Regions from separate parts of the Sus scrofa genome. Here region 1 is linked to region 2. A link is a contact called in public HiChIP or PLAC-seq data. All regions are on one chromosome and are shown on one strand. The core of a region is the stretch at or near the end of the contact, and the rest is flanking DNA. Distances in the headings are between cores, read along the strand shown.

Region 1 (3,809 bases), core at 1,221-3,720, 580 kb before region 2:
CTTACTTGAAGGTCAAGAAAGTGGTGAAGACCGTGACAACACGGACCGTACAGCCAGTCCCTATGGGACCAGATGGGCTGCCCGTGGATGCCTCATCCGTTTCTAACAACTACATCCAGACTCTGGGTCGTGACTTCCGCAAGAATGGCAATGGGGGACCTGGTCCCTATGTGGGGCAGGCCGGCACTGCTACCCTTCCCAGGAACTTCCACTACCCTCCCGATGGATATAGCCGCCACTATGAAGATGGTTATCCAAGTAGCAGTGACAACTATGGCAGTCTGTCCCGGGTGACCCGCATTGAGGAGCGATACAGGCCCAGCATGGAGGGTTACCGGGCACCCAGTAGACAGGATGTGTATGGGCCCCAGCCCCAGGTTCGGGTAGGTGGGAGCAGCGTGGATCTGCATCGCTTTCATCCAGAGCCTTATGGGCTTGAGGATGACCAGCGTAGCATGGGCTACGATGACCTGGATTATGGCATGATGTCCGATTATGGCACTGGCCGTCGGACTGGGACACCCTCTGACCCTCGGCGACGCCTCAGGTAGGCACAAAAGAGGAAGGGAAAGGGTCTTTCCAAGTAAGCAAAAAGGGAAAGCTCTTCCTTCTTCTAAGTGCTTTTTAGGATCAGAGGTACATATGGCCTCCTCTCCCTCTGCCTTTTTTTTGGTGGAAGGGTACCCTGTTCTTCCTTTTTCTGATCTAGTAATTATCGACTTGCTTTTTTTCTCCTTTTCGTTATAAAAGTCGTATATTCTGATTATAGAAAACAACTTGTTATTGATTTTTGAGTGGCCTTTACTTCTATGCCAAGAGTTTCTGCTATTTCTGACTAGGATCTGACCCCCTTTTGGTGATAAAGGAATACCAGAAAGGAGTCTGGTGTCTGAGGCTATGGGACATTTTTTCTTGTGAATTTCTTCAGCTTCTGGTTTGGTATTAAAAGAGAGTTGAGGGTTTTAAATGGCTTTCAGGACCAGAACAGACAGTTAAGTGTATATACAAGAATACATCTCGTGATTTTATTTATTTATTTATTTTATTTCATTTTATTCTATTTTTGTCTTTTTCCCTTTTCTAGGGTTGCTCCTGCGGCATATGGAGGTTCTCAGGCTAGGGGTCGAATCGGAGCTGTAGCCGCCAGCCTACACCACAGCCACAGCAACTCGGGATCCAAGCCACGTCTGCAACCTATACCATAGCTCACGGCAACGCCGAATCCTTAACTCACTGAGCAAGGCCAGGGACCGAACCCGCAACCTCATGGTTCCTAGTTGAATTCGTTTAACCACTGCACCGCAACAGGAACTCCTCGTGATTTTAATCTCAAGTTAAAAAACAAACCTTGGTCTCACAAAAACTCTTTGTTTTTTCTTTCTGCTTTTCTTTTCTTTCTTTCTTTTTTCTTTTTTTTTTTTTTTTGTCTTTTTAGGGCCACACCCGAGGCATATGGAGGTTCCCAGGCTAGACGCTGAATTGAAGCTGCAGCTGCTGGCCTATACCACAGCCACAGGAATGCCAGATCCGAGCTGTGTCTGCAACCTATACAACAGCTCACGGCATCACCGAATTCTTAACCCCCTGGGTAAGGCCAGGGATCGAACTTGTGTCCTCGTGGATGCTAGTCAGATTCGTTTCTGCTAAGCCATGATGGGAACGCCACAAAAACTCTTGACGTTTTGTGTTTGTTCTTTTTTTTTTTTTTTTTTCCTTTGGCTGCACCTGTGGCATGTGGAAGTTCCTGGGCCACGGGTCAGACCTATGCCACAGCAGCGACCCAAGCCTCTGCAGTGACAAAGCCAGATCTTTAACCTGCTGTGCTGCAAGGGAACTCTGCTTAAGTTCTTACATTTGATTGTAAAATGAAATGGGGGTGGCTTCTTAGAGGATTGTGCATTATTGACACTCTGAAAGGTCACTAAGCAGCTGCCTATTCTGACTTGACTGCTTATCCCAGGGGATTCTTTGATGGTAGTAATTGATGTTTGGACTGGTAGATGGTTTGCCTTGAGAAAATGCTGCAAAATAGAAGTTGGCAAAGTTTTTCTGTAAAGGACCAAATAGAACTAGTTTAGGCTTTGTAGACAGTGTATCTATCATTTTTTGTTGTATATTGGTCTGCTGTTTACAACATTTTGAAAATATAAAAGCCATTCTTAGTTCTGGGGCTGTATAAAAAACAAGTTTGGCCCAGGGGCTGCCAACCTTGCTTTAGAATAAATCAGAGATGGTGTTTTCCAGGCAAAGAGAAATAATATAGAATTAAGGGAGAAGATTTCTGGATGTCTTAATGGTAAGGATATCCCAGCAGCTGTTGCTGAGGTCATGACTTTCTAAAGCAAATGCCTTAGTGTGTATTTTCCTCATATTAGGTAGCTTTGATTAACAGCGAACTGGGCTGGGCCCATGAGTAGAGGCCCCATTATCTAAGCCTGAGTCACTTACCTTTCAGCAAATCCAACTCCCATGTGACTCACCTTTTATTCCTGGGATGGGGGCGCACCAGACCTTAGTTGGTGCAACTGGAGCAGTGGTAGATAACAGCTATCACCAAAGGAGTCTGCCCAGGGTGTTGGCTCCTTCTGCTTGTTGACAAGTCTGCTTTTTCTGACTTCCTGATTAGTAGAGTGATTGGATCTAGGTGGGTGCAGGTGGCCAGGTCATTCTGTATTGTCCCTGGCTGTGGCAGTTGACATAAAGAGAGAGCGTTTGGGCTTGGTTCTTGGGTTTGTTCCAGGGTGGAACTGGACTTGGAAACCTGCTAGACTAGCAAGAACATTTGCTGCTTCCTGTTCTGGACCTGGAAGAGTAATACAAGGTCAAATGAAAACAGTAAGGCAGAATGATTAGTAGAAAAAGCATTGAACCAGGAGACCTTGGTTCTGGTTGTGCCTTTGCCACTAGCTATGTTGCCTCAAGCAAGTCATTTAATCCTTCTGGGCATAGCTTTGTTATTTGTAAGACAAAAGAATGTCATGACCCACTTGTAAAAATATCTTGAGTCTTGGTTATGGTAATTGTTTTGTAATTTCGTATTCAAAAAATAATAAAAGTAAAAACATGCTTATTACAAAACTAGAAAAACCCAGAAAAGCACACCATCCATCGATAAAGAACTACTGTTAACATTTTGGCACATTTCCTTTGAGTTCTTATGTAAGTATACTCTAACTTAATTTTTTCCCTACTAAAAAATGGAATCTTACGTAGTTTATTGTTTAGTAGCTTACTTTTAAAACTTATATAGACTGTTTATTGTTTCAATGATATTGAAAATTAGTGTTTTTTTTTTTTTTTTTTTCTTTTTTTTTGCTAAATACTCTGTCCATCTGAATCACTTCTGAGTGGTTGATGTTGACAAGCTTTGAGGCGGGCCCTACTCTGCTCAGGCTAATCTTGAGGGTTTTGTGACAATGGGAGTGGTTTTGTGGAACAAACAACGGGCTTATTTGGAGAGTTCCACACAATGGATTCTCCTCTCTCCTGTGGGAGTCACAGTGAGATGAGCTCACAGATAATGGGTCTCTTCCTTCCTGGTGGTTATGAATAAATAATAGTGTGACAGACTCACCCTCTAGTGGTTGTTGGTAGTACTGAAATGGGAAGCATTATCTCCTGTTAGACTTTTTTCTTTTCCGTTCAGTTGCTTTGTCTGTGTTCCTTTTCTTAGTGACTGGGTATCTCAAATGTGATGGTGGCCAGTAGTGTTTATTTTGACAGAATTGGAAGTATAGTCTTTAGAAACTGGAGACTAGAAGTCATGTCTCAAACTCATTTGTTGAGTAGCAGAGATGACCTTGGGATGA
Region 2 (3,534 bases), core at 79-2,578:
GAGAGAGAGAGAGAGAGAGAGTTCCCTGGTGGCTCAGTGGGTTAAGGATCTGTCAATGTTGCTGCTATGGCATGGGTTCCATTCCCGGTCTGAGATCTTCCAAATGCCGCTGGCCTGGCCAGAGAGAAAGGGAGAGGGAGAGGGAGAGGGAGAGGGAGAGGGAGAGAGAGAGAGAGAGAGAGAGAGAGAGAGAGAGAGAGAGAGAAGAAAGAAAGAAAGAAAGAAAGAAAGAAAGAAAGAAAGAAAGAAAGAAAGAAAGAAAGAAAGAAAGAAAAAAGAAAGAAAGAAAAAGTGTTTGTTATTGATCCTAGTTACAATCAAGTTCTCCTGTCTCTGCTCTTTGCAACATTTGAGAGTTGATTGATTCACTCAGTTAGCTGGGCAAACACCTACCTCCTCAGCTGGCATAAACCCCTGGCCCAACCAGCTGATCATGGCCCTTTAATCACATAAATAAATATTCGGTAGATTAAACAGAACGTCAATAGCAAAGTGTTGAAACATCTTTCATGCTACCCAACCCCACAACAAAGAGCTTCTTGTTCTCTTGTCTGGCTGGGTCCACCTTTTCTAATATGTTGTGAAACATATCCACAAGTAACAGTGAGAATGGGTGGAAACAGGCTGCACCAAAAAAAAAAAAAAGAGAGAAAAGATGTGGAGGAAGGTGGGAAAGCGAGAAAGAAGGGACTTGGGGAGAAAAAGCTTCAGCTCCACTTGACCTTAGCTTATCTTGGAAAGTAGCTACACAGCTACAGGGATCATATTGGCAAGGAGACAGCCCAGCCTGTCAGGTTTTCCCCTGGTTTCCACTTTTCCCACATTCATGAACAAGGCTCCAGGGAATACCTTTGTAGATATCTTCTCATGCCTGTTTCTTCTTCCTTAAGATACATTCCTAGAATTTCATATTTTTATCCTCCATTGCTTATTGGCAGACTTCCATCTAGTAATCCAGTAAAGGACCAATTAACTTTCCAATCGGCAACACTTTCCATTCCATTCATCCAGACCTTCTTATTTTTTGTCTTCCTTTTGACTTTTGGCATGTGTTGTGTAGTCTCTAATTCAACAAATGCAATTCCTTATCATCTATGCCAGGCAGTTTCCTGATATTATATATTAAGAAACTGGGGCCCCTCAAGGTCACACAACTACTTATTCACACTATCGGTACAAAGTCTCAGAACAAGATCTTTTAACCTTGATACTACTAACATCACGGGCTGGATACTTCTTTTGGTTGCAGCAGGGGCAGCGGGGGGGTGGGGGAGCTGTCCAGTGCTTTGTAGAATGTTTAGCAATACCCTCGGCCTCTAGACCTCACCCCCTTCCGCAGTTGTGACATCCAGAGTCCCACATGTCCACGGCATTGTCCCTGGTTGGAAACTGTTCTAGAGTTTATAAAACTCTATTTGTGTTCCCAGTTCCTTTAAATCACAACTCCATGAGTTACATATCCTACAGAATATGTTTTATAGCAAGCCTTAATATTACAGACTTAGATTCGTGTAGAGATATATACATGAAGAAATTGAGACTTGGTGAGATAAAGTGGCTCATTTGAGATCTTGACCTCCAGCCAAATATTGCTGCTCATTGGTGGAGGAGTTCAGGAAGGGAAAACTGCTGGCCAAGTACTGTGGTCCTTCAACTAAAGAGATTCTTCACCTTCCCATCTCATAAACCAACCTCTTCTCCAACATGAGGCAGGACACACAACATGCAAAAACTCCAAGAATGAAAAGCATCTTAGTGTGGATTCTGAATTCCATTCCAAAACACCTCCTCAAATGCTTATTTCATCAATGTTCTTGGTTAATACTGACCACCCGATTATACGTATCTAGGCTGTAGGTCTGATTTCTAAAAACTGGAGTTCCCTTATGACACAGTGTCACAGCTTGGGTTGTGCAGTGACACAGCTTTGATCCCTGGCCTGGAAATTTGCACATGTCACAGTATGGTGAAAAAAAAAAAGAGAGAGAGATAGAGGCTTTTTTTGTTTTTTGTTTTGTTGTTGTTGTTTTTGCCTTTTTAGGGCTGCACATGTGGCATATGTAAGTTTCTAGGCTAGGGGTTGAATTGGAGCTGCAGCTGCAGACTACACCACAGCTCATACATAGCATTGCCGGATCCTTAACCCACTGAGCAAGACCAGGAATCCAACCTGCATCCTCACGGATATTACTGAGGTTCATTACTGACAAGCCAAAACAAGAATTCTCCAAAATAGATTTCCTTTTTTTTTTTTTTTTTTTTTTTTTTTGCTTTTTAGGGCTGCACCCACAGCACATGGAGGTTCCCAGGCTAGGGGTCCAATCAGTGCTGCAGCTGCTGGCCTACACCACAGCCACAGCAACGCAGGATCCGAGCCACGTCTGCAACCTACACCACAGTTCATGGCTATGCTGGATCCTTAACCCACTGAGCGAGGCCAGGGATTGAACCTGCAACCTCTTGGTTCCTAGTCAGATTCATTTCTGCTACTCCACGACAGGAACTCCCAAAATATATTTCTGACAGTTATCATGCACTCTCTGTATTAAATTACCCCAGACTGCCATCTTCATACTTTAGCCATTAACATTTGAAATATTTCTATGTTCCTATTAGGCATTGCTATAATAAATGTGTCTGGATCCAGCACAGCAAAGAGAATCTGGAGTCAGGGCAGAAAGAGAAAAGGCTTCCTCTGCCCAGCACAGTCCCTCAAGGCCTGACTCTAAATCCTACTGCTGCTGCTACTGCTGTGTTTCCCCCACCCAAGTCCTGCAAAGGCCAAGCTTTTCTGCATAGGCCTAAAAGAAAATATGAGAAGGAGTCCGGAAAAAGCAAAGACATTTTTCAAAAGATTCAAAGATAGTCTGTGACAGACTGCTTTATTTCATCAATAACAAATAAGAAAGTGTGTTGAAAACTGAAAAACATGAAAACGTCAAGGATGAAGGGATTATAGAAGTTGAAACCACCAAGACAGATAATCTGAAAATAAAAGTATTATCAAAATTATTTCTAACAGGGTTTGAAGAGTCCCCCGTCAGCCATCACATCCCTTTGCGAGATTTCCAAAGGAGTTTCTTAGACTAGGGCCAGGCACAGAGTAGACTCTTAAATATGTGCTAAATAAATGGTTGACCTAGAAACTCAAGAGCTAAGTTAGAATAACCATTTTAATGCTTACTAGTGTGGGACTGTGGGCAAGTCAATTTCCCTCTACCAACAAAGGCTTCAGTAAGATAAAAATATAGCCACAGTGCGGTCTATGGTGGGTGCTCGATACAAATAAATTTATCTTTTTATTAAACTATTGGTCAATTAATAGAAAACAAAAGTGTGGTTTCCAAAGGGGAAAAGAGGTGGGAGAGGGAATAAATTAGGAGTTTGGGATTAGCAGGTATGAACTATCTACAAAATAGATCGGCAAGGTCCTATTGTATATAGCACAGGGAATTATATTCAATATCCTACAATGAACCCTTATGGAAAAGAATATGAAAAAGAATACATATATACATATATATATGAGTGAAT

The links. HiChIP or PLAC-seq counts read pairs in DNA pulled down with a chosen protein or histone mark.
Region 1: an H3K27ac HiChIP or PLAC-seq map of alveolar macrophages shows a contact between it and region 2. The contact joins two enhancer-like sites. A contact is called at or near these places in 1 of 47 Hi-C or Micro-C datasets (embryonic fibroblasts) and 1 of 2 datasets of contacts at active chromatin or transcription factors (alveolar macrophages).

Annotation. Positions count from the first base shown.
Region 1 is chr2:13,175,657-13,179,465 of Sscrofa11.1, reverse strand. It overlaps CTNND1 (catenin delta-1), which reads left to right. Exons shown (of 17, transcript XM_021083025.1): 4 at 12-547. Among named protein-coding and RNA genes, the nearest start is that of CTNND1, 32 kb to the left of the region's middle. Within about 2 kb of position 2,470, at least 44 of the 83 cell types and tissues checked have an H3K27ac peak or open chromatin away from gene starts, as enhancers often do. A contact at or near this core is called in alveolar macrophages, where this site is marked.
Region 2 is chr2:12,597,930-12,601,463 of Sscrofa11.1, reverse strand. No RefSeq gene overlaps it. Among named protein-coding and RNA genes, the nearest start is that of LPXN, 65 kb to the right of the region's middle. Within about 2 kb of position 1,328, at least 3 of the 83 cell types and tissues checked have an H3K27ac peak or open chromatin away from gene starts, as enhancers often do. A contact at or near this core is called in alveolar macrophages, where this site is marked.